2 separate regions of the Sus scrofa genome follow, and region 2 is linked to region 1. A link is a contact called in public HiChIP or PLAC-seq data. All regions are on one chromosome and are shown on one strand. The core of a region is the stretch at or near the end of the contact, and the rest is flanking DNA. Distances in the headings are between cores, read along the strand shown.

Region 1 (4,358 bases), core at 1,135-3,634:
TGCACAAGATGCTGATTCCGAAAAGAAATGGACAAGGGAGGTGCCGTCTTTGCGAAGTGTCCCCGAATTAAGACTCAGTGGGTCCACAGATTTTTTTTTTTTTGCTTTTTAGGGCTGCACCCATGGCATATGGAGGTTCCCAGGCTAGGGGTCTAATTGGAGCTATACCTTCTGGCCTACATCACAGCCACAGCAACGCCAGATCCGAGCCTCTTCTGCGACCTATACTAGAAACTAAGCCCATTGAGCAAGGCCAGAGATTGAACCCGCAACCATGTGGTTCCTAGACGGATTCATTTCCGCAGCACCGCAATGGGAACTTTGGGTCCACAGATTCTTAACTGCCCCTCCTTGGGCCTCACCAGGCTCATTTTGGCCTGGGTGGGCCCCACTCAGGCTCAGAGAAGTTGGAGAGAACACCGGCCAGCTGATCGCACAACCTAAGACTCCCAGACCCTAAATAGAGAACACTGCCCTCCTCCCTCCCCATCCCCAGTACCAGGGTGGAGGCCAGGGAATGGGTGTCTTGGAGGGGAGGGCAGTGTTAGTGAGGAGCAAGTGTGAGAAAGAACTGGAATTCCCGTTGTGGCTCAGTGGTTAACAAATCTGACTAGGAACCATGAGGTTGCAGGTTCGATCCCTGGCCTTGCTCAGTGGGTTAAGGATCAGGCATTGCTGTGAGCTATGATGTAGGTCGCAGATGCAGCTCGGATCTGGCTCTGGCTTAGGCCAGCAGCTTCAGCTCCGATTAGACCCCTAGACTTGGAATCTTCATATGCCATGGGTGAGGCCCTAGAAAAGACAAAAAGACAAAAAAAAAAAAAAAAAAAAAAAAAAAAAAGTGAGGAAGAACAGCCTGTGAGCTGAAGCTTGGCCATGACTCCAAGTCATCAGCTTACAAATGCATTTTCTTGATCCCAGCCTGCTATGTGACTTTGGGAAAGCCTCAATTTTCTCTGAGCCTCTGCTCCCCAGCTCCTTCTCCAAACTCAATTTCTAAGGGCCCTTCATATCTCAACTAATTAATACCCTCTCTGCTGCCCCAGGTGACCTTCACTTCCTCTTCCTCTCCGCAGCACCCAGCCCCTCCTGCTCAGCTCCAGCAGCTCTAGATGCTTCCTTATTCTTGGAACCTGCAGCCTCAGGCCTGCTCTGCCCTCTGACTCAGGCGGCCCTGACCTTTGGGATCTGAGCAGATGGCCTGGGTGGTTTTGCTCCGTGAACTTGTTCTGACCTTTGGCATGTCCACCTGTTCCTTTCCTCCTTCACTGCATACACCTGCCCCCAGTCCTTGGGCAGCCCAAGAAATGCAAGGAACTAGGTTTTTCAGAGAAGGTAACAGCACCCAGCAGCTTCTCGGTGATGGCCACCAAGATGGCCTGGAGAAGGCAAATGGAGACAGCTCTTCCATCCCTCCAGCCCCTCTCTTGGTAACACACCGTTCCTGCCTGGGAGTGCTCAACCCAACCCACCTATGTGGCTACATGGAGCTTAGTCCAGTCTTACTGAGGGAGATTTGTCAAAAATGTTCAGAGATACCCACTGAGGCCACTTGGCAAAACTTCCAGCATCCTCCTTCCTGGCTCACTTCAGGGATGGGGAAATCACCCCCTCCTCATCAGGTATGGTGCCCTAACAAGCTTTGAGATATTTTTCTGGAATTTGCCCTCTCTGCTGTATTGCGGTGAGGGAACAGACTAAGGAGACCTTCTCCGGCTCCCTAATGCAACTGTACTGGCCAAGAGAGCCAGATATTTTATTTTAGCTATTTTAGGGCCGCACTGGTGGCATATGGAAGTTCCCAGGCTAGGGGTCAAATGGGAGCAGGAGCTACGGCTACAGGCCCACGCCACAGCCACAGCAACGCCAGATCCAAGCAGATTCTGCGACCTACACCACAGCTCAAGGCAACACCAGATCCTTAACCCACTGAGTGAGGCCGGGAATTGAAGCCGCACCTTCAGGGATCCTAGTCGGGTTCGTTACCTGCTGAGACGGGTCGGGAACTCTGAGAGCCAGTTATTTTAATATAACCTCTTCTAAATCTTAGGACACAATGAGATAATCCCAGTTTGACTAAAATAAGGAAACTGAAGCTCAACGAGGTCAAGCGGCGGGCACAAGGTCACAGAGCTAGAAAAGTGGCGATGAATGAATGATCTGAGTGACTGAATGAAGACGTGTGACGGGCGCGTGGGGCGATGGTTCGCGGAGTGTGCTGGGTTCAGACAGTGCACAGCGCCCGCGGCCGGGGCCTCGGAGGGTTGGCCGACGCAGGCCCTCCACACCCCCAGGGCCCGGGGGAGCGCAGGCTCCCAGAGGCACGGCCGGGCTCTGCCCCCACCGCGCGGGCCGCCCCGCCCCCGCCCCGCCCCCAGCCCGCCCCGCCCGGGACCGCAGACGGCGCCCGGCGGCGGCGCGAACGGCAGCTCGGAGGGTGGCTCCGGGCTCGGTGCTCGCCGCGACTTCCCGCGCAGGGCCGAGCTGGACAAGGACCCTCCGCCTCGCTGGCGCTGGAGAATGCGGCCGCGGTCCCAGGCAGCAGCAGCGGGAAGCCCAGCACTGTGCAGGTAGGAGCTCGCCCACTCGGCGGGCGCGGAAACTTGGGCCGAGTTTGCGGGCGGCGCGTGGGGAAGGGGCGGGTGGCGCTGCCCCAGGGCGCCCCTACCGGCCGGCCCGGGGATGGAGCGCGCTGGGCCTGGGCCGAAGTGGCGTGGCTCCTGGCGGCCTCGGACCCTCGGCGGGAGCGCTGCCGGGCAGGGGTCGCGCCGCTGCTCCGACTTTCCCCGGAGTTCGAGGCCCCTGGAGCAGGTAGCGTCGTGGAGCTCCGGCGGGGCCCTAGCGCCTGATCTAGTGCGGGGCTGGCTAAGTGAAGCTCAGGCCGAGCCCCCGGGCCTCCTGCGGGGCCCGGCTCACGTGGACTACGCGGGCGGAGAGGAGAGGCCGGCGGGGGGCTGGCCTGGGGGGCCGCAGGCACTAAGGCTCCGCGGGGCTCTGGACGCGCCCTGCTGGGACGCGACGGCCCTGCGGTTTCCTCGCTACGGCTTGACTCACTCTCTGGCCGCAGCCCAGGCTGGCGAGATCGCCCCGAGGCGGTGGCTGCCCGGTCTCTGCAGCCAGGCCGCCCCCCTGCCCCGATCCTCTCACCAGTCTTTGGGTGTCGGTCCGTGGGGCCCGGTGCGCTGTCCTGCCTGCGTGCACACGTGTGCGGGGGCCCGAGTGAGGGGAGAACGCAGTTCTGGCGGGCCGTTTGTGCAGATATGGATCAGGCACGTACTTGCAGGCACGGGTTTGCATGGGTGGCGGAGGCCTGTGTGTCGTCCTCCTGGGGTGCACGTGCGCCCCAGCGCCGCCAGGCAGGGCATGAGGACACCCGGAAGCTGGCGGGGTCGGGTGCAGCGGTAGCCCCAAAGCCAGGTCGGCTGAGGGCCCCAGGCACAGAGTTATGGGCCAGGCAGGTAGAGGAAAGGGGCTGGAGCCCATCCCACGACCCTTCCCCCTCCCCTGGAGCCTGGGCTGCCCCTAGGTACGGTTGGAGCGGTGGCAGGGCCCAGAGCCTCAGCTGCGGGGAGGTGTAAGAACATGGAAAGGGGGCCTAGTTCAGCCTGCTAAGAGAGTCCAGGCGCTGGCCACAGCTGGGCAAGATCCCTCTCTTCTTCCTGCTTTTGCCCGATGTCCTCCTGGAGACCCCTTAAAAGGTGGAAGAGGCAATGGGGCCACAGAACTGTTTACTCCCCCTGCTGCTTAGGGCAGGGATGGCACAGCTTTGGTGGGGTCTTCTGGACCCTGCCAGAGGTTGGTCCTCCCAGACCAGCTCTAACCTCAACCAGCAAGTAGCTCAGTGGCCGAAAGTGTGATGTGACCCCTGCTCCCTGGGGTCCTGCCCTTCCCCAAACAATTGCTTGCCTTTTTGTGTATGCATCAGTGTCAGGGAAGGAGGCCCCTACACTTTGGCTACCTTCTTGAACCTGGAGGGGCCTTGCTTGAGGGCATATATACTGGGCTCTCCATCCCCTACTGGCATAGTCCATACCCTTCATAGTCCTCTGCTGTCTCCCTAGAGCCCCTGTCTCTCCTCCAAAGACTCTCGAGGGTCCCAAATGGCCTCACCTTTATTGATTGGGTCCCAAGGGGGTGTCTCAGGAAGTCTCCCGGGCAAAGGGCACGCAATGGGCAGAGCCCAGAAGAGAAGGGGGTGGGTATGGAGCAGGCCCCAAGGAGTATGCAGAGGAGGTGAGACTAGAGCCAGCACTTAATTAATCCAGAGGCCCCCAAGGGCAGGGGGGCTCAGCACCTCCAAAACCATACAACCTCTGCAAAGTTGCTGTGCAGTGTGAGGCAGGGGAGGGGGGGTTCCT
Region 2 (4,006 bases), core at 460-2,959, 520 kb before region 1:
CTCCTCCACCCTCAGCTGCTGTTGTGATCCTAGCTTGCAGGAGCCATGGAAACTGCAGGCAACACATAGCTGTAGGAGGAGGAGACACCAGAGCCCTTCCACCTCATCTTAATGGATGAAACCCTTAGATGGACCCCTGCTGGTGTGGCCTCTGGCATAGGGCAAAGGCCTAGGCAAAAATGGCTGCTCAGAATCTTCCACCCCAGAGGCAGGAGCCTAAAGGGGCAGGATTTAGGGGCAGAGACAGCCGGGCTCTCGGTCGCCAACTACACAGTAGAAGCGGCTCCGGAATTTATATTGGGGGGAATGGGTGCATTTGGTTGGACCGGGACCGGGAGTCGGTCTTGAGGCTGCATTAGTGTAGTAAGCAACCCGTTTGAACTTGGCTTTGGTTGTTTACTTGCAGTGGGAGTGGTGGAACTAACGGAGATTTGTACTAAGCACCTGCTCAAGCCATGCCGTCAGACCCCAGTTTAAGGGGGAACTAGAGGTTAGAGACTGTAGAGGCCTCGCAACTCCGGAGGGGTCGTTTCCTTTTGGAATCCGCCTCAGTGGCTGGGAGACTAGCCGGATGTCAGGGGCGTGACCAGCCCTCGCTGCGGCGAGGGCGGAGGCGGGGCCGGGGCTGGGGAAAGGGGTGGTGACAAGCAGGCCCACGCGGTGCTGGGGAAATGCTGCAGCCTTCGCAGTTCAGTCCCCGGGAGGGGCGGGGCCCGGAAGGATGCTGTGTCCCTCCTTCTTGGGCCCTGGCGTGGCTAGGGGGCAATTAGAGGCCGCTCCCGCCCTCTTTGACCGACGCCAGCGAGAGCCGGGGGGGGGGGGGGGCCAGGGAGTGCACGCTCATAAACCGCGAGGTCTCCCAAAGGACCTGACCTCGGTTTTCTCATCTGGAAAAGATGACCTCCTTATCTCCCTATGACCAAGAGCGGGGCAGTAGGTGGCCGGGGCTTCGGTGAGCCCGCGCCGGCGGCGGGGGCAGAGAGGTCACCAGGTGACTCCAGGGGAGAAATAGGAGTGAGGGGGGCCGCGGGGCTTTTCTTCGGCGGGGGTGGGACGCGGGTGGTTATGAACTAAGAAACAACTCTGGTCTGCTCACTGCCGTGCCCAAGAATGCTCAAGGAAAACGAGACCCCCTTTTACCCCAGAACCCGTCCCTTTCCCTTCAAAGGCCCCGCCGACGTGACTCTCCAGTATCTTCCCAGAAACTGCAGTGCACATACACCGGGCTTGGACGCGCCGCCATGACTTTAAAAAGCTCCTCCACACATGAATAAGGTCTCATTTGCTTCTTTCACATCAGCGGGAGTCGGGAACCTCCTTCCCGATCCTCCGTGGGCTTTAGCGCCCTCCAGGGCCTCGAGGCCGGGCTGGCGCTCAAGGCCTACCCAGTTTTCACTTGAGGCGACAGCGAAACAATGCCCTCCTCCCGGCGCTCAGGAAAGGAAAGGCCAAGCGGGCTTGGGCGGGGTCGGGGCTCCACCTTTCGGCTCTCAGCGCCTGTCCACCGGTGCCCCCCGCCGCATCTTTGAGGCCTACGTGCCTCGTGACACGGCAGGGGGCGGGCCGCGGCTGGGGACATCCCCTCGGCCCTCCAGGAACCAGGTTCCACCGCCGCCGCAGCGACCCAGGTGGACAGGGCGGGTCCTCCAGAGTCTTCGAGTTCACGGCTAGAGGGGCCAAGTCGCCGAGCTCAGTCGACCGACGGCTGCGTCACGGGAGGGGCGGGCCCGCCACGGGCGGAGGCCGGAGCCGGAAGCGGAAGAGGCGCTCGGAGCGGGGAGTGGGGCCTAGCCTCAGCCGGAGCCTGGGAGACGGTGAGTGTGGGGCCCTGGCCCGCGACGAGGAGCGGGGGGTTGAGTCAGAGGGGCGGGTACGCTGGGTGTGGGTCCCCGGGCTTCTAGTTCGGGCTTGGTCTGCTCTCTTTCGTTCTCTTGGCCCATCTCAGGCCGCGGCCCCGACCTCTCACCCCTGACCTGCCGCTTCTCCCCCAGAGGGCGGTCACAGCAGACCCCAGTCTCTCGATCCTGTGCGTCCGAGTCCGAACCTGTGAGAGGCCCCTGAGGGCCCTGCAGGGATCCACCTTCGGCCCTATACCTGCCCGCGGAATGGGGTCAGGGTCCTACCTGCGACAGCCTGGAGGGGCTTTCAGACCCCTCCCCTAACCCTGGCTCGAGGCTGGGTCGGCAGACTCCTCCTCTCCGCGCGGCTTGGAGTCTGATTCCGGCCCAAGCTGGCTTTCCTCCTGCCCGCCTCCCCCACCCCAGGTCTCCCCTCGCCTCCATTGGCGGCGGTTACCAGGAACCCGCCTCAGATCTCTGGGACCCGCGGCGTCAGGAAGGACGCGAGCGAGGGCTGCGGGCCCCCTGATTGTTTTGTTGTGATGATGGAGCCGCTCCAGCCCGGAGGAGGGGCCGAGCCAAGCTGACAGTACAAATGCCCGGGCTGCTGCATGGTCCAGGAGTCTCTGTGCTTTAGTTCCGGGTGCGGGTGTCCTGGTGTGGAGCTGGGGTGGGAATCGCCTGAGCCAGGGCCCCGTTGAGGCGGAGTTGGCGGCCTTCCAGCTTCCCTCCTCCATGCCCTTGAAAAGGAGGAGCGTTTCTCCCGGTGGTGGCGGCTTGCAAGGTGGCAGGTTTGAGGTTGCAGTGTTGGGGCAGCGTCAGCCAAAAATAACCATGGGGCGCTGGGGTGGCTGGGATCCGGCAGGGCTGCCGCTGACTTGGCTGGCTGCTCTTGTCAACCCAGTTCTCTGGCCAGGAACAGCAAATGAGAAGACAGCTAGGCCTGTGCTCAGAGAAAAGCTGGCATCCTCGCCCTGGTTTCTTTCACATTACCTTTTTCTTAATTGTGCCAAGCAGAGCCTTCTGGAACGTAATTGTGGCCCTTGTTTTTCTTTTACAACCTGTTTGCTGGGGTCTCAGAGAATCAGAGATAATTGAGGAGAAATGGGCCCTAGAACCCTAGCTGGGAGGATTATGAGGGGCATCTGGTGTTACCATTATTTCACCTGCCTAGAATGTGTTAAAACAGGGGAGATTATGTCCTCTCTGATTGCCTTGCGTGTGATACTTTATATCTCTCATATTTGTCATTCCCTTTGCCAACTTGGCTGGGAGGTGGTCATATCTCCATTTTCCAGATATTGTAACCATGGCCCAGAGTGACTTGTATAAGGTCACAAGGCCAAGTGGCAGCACTGGGATTTACTTTAGGTATAGGGTTTTCTACCTATACCTCTCTCCCCTCTGCTCCCTTGGGACTTATGAACTACCTTTAATGCTTTTAAGGCATTTAACATAGACCCAGAGGTGTTACTTGGAAACTTTTTAATGAAAAGCTGCCTTCAGTATCTCTTGTGACCCATGCTAGGCATTTGACCCAAGGGCATGTACTAGGCATGTTACTTTAAGATGTGACATAAACCCTGTAAGTGATTACTGTTCCTTTGTTGCAAGAGGAAGCTGAAGGGTAGAGGTGTTTAATAACCTGCCTAAAGGCACAAGCTAGAAGTGGCCATGTCAGCATTCATGTTGACATCAGCGTGACTGAAGCTGTGCTCTTTCCACTAACATGAACATGTGTGCACTAAGAATCTTCTAGGTCCCAGGAAGGAGTCTAGCCTGATACGGACTAGACCCCGTGACTTCCAGCTCTGGTGCTTTGCCCAGTGAGGATGGGCAAGCCCTTTGCCCTGGCCACTGAAGCATCTTCCATGTCACTTAGTGACACAGATGTGAGATACCGTCTTCATCCCACAGCTTGGTCACGTGACCCAGCCTAACTGGGGAGAAACAGTGAACATTAGTCAGCTGATCACCAAAAGAGAGCAGCAGTCTGAGCTCTTGAGGAGGTGTTACAAAGTATTTATCTGGAAGGATTGCTCAGGCCCAGCCTTCCTATGGAGGCAGTGTCAGGGTTTGGATTGTGGGTGGAACAGGGAGCTGGCCTCACATACCCATCTTTCTCGTTTGATGGCTGATCCAAGATGGCAATTTCCTGTGGTGGCTGT

The links. HiChIP or PLAC-seq counts read pairs in DNA pulled down with a chosen protein or histone mark.
Region 2: a contact with region 1 is called in an H3K27ac HiChIP or PLAC-seq map of skeletal muscle, with 2.6 times the contacts expected there. The contact joins the promoter of CLK3 here to the promoter of C7H15orf39 in region 1. A contact is called at or near these places in 2 of 2 datasets of contacts at active chromatin or transcription factors (alveolar macrophages and skeletal muscle).

The regions. Positions count from the first base shown.
Region 1 is chr7:58,388,143-58,392,500 of Sscrofa11.1, reverse strand. C7H15orf39 reads left to right here and starts at 2,384. Exons shown (of 3, transcript XM_021099036.1): 1 at 2,384-2,570.
Region 2 is chr7:58,907,319-58,911,324 of Sscrofa11.1, reverse strand. It overlaps CLK3 (dual specificity protein kinase CLK3), which reads left to right and starts at 1,709. Exons shown (of 13, transcript XM_001927924.7): 1 at 1,709-1,814.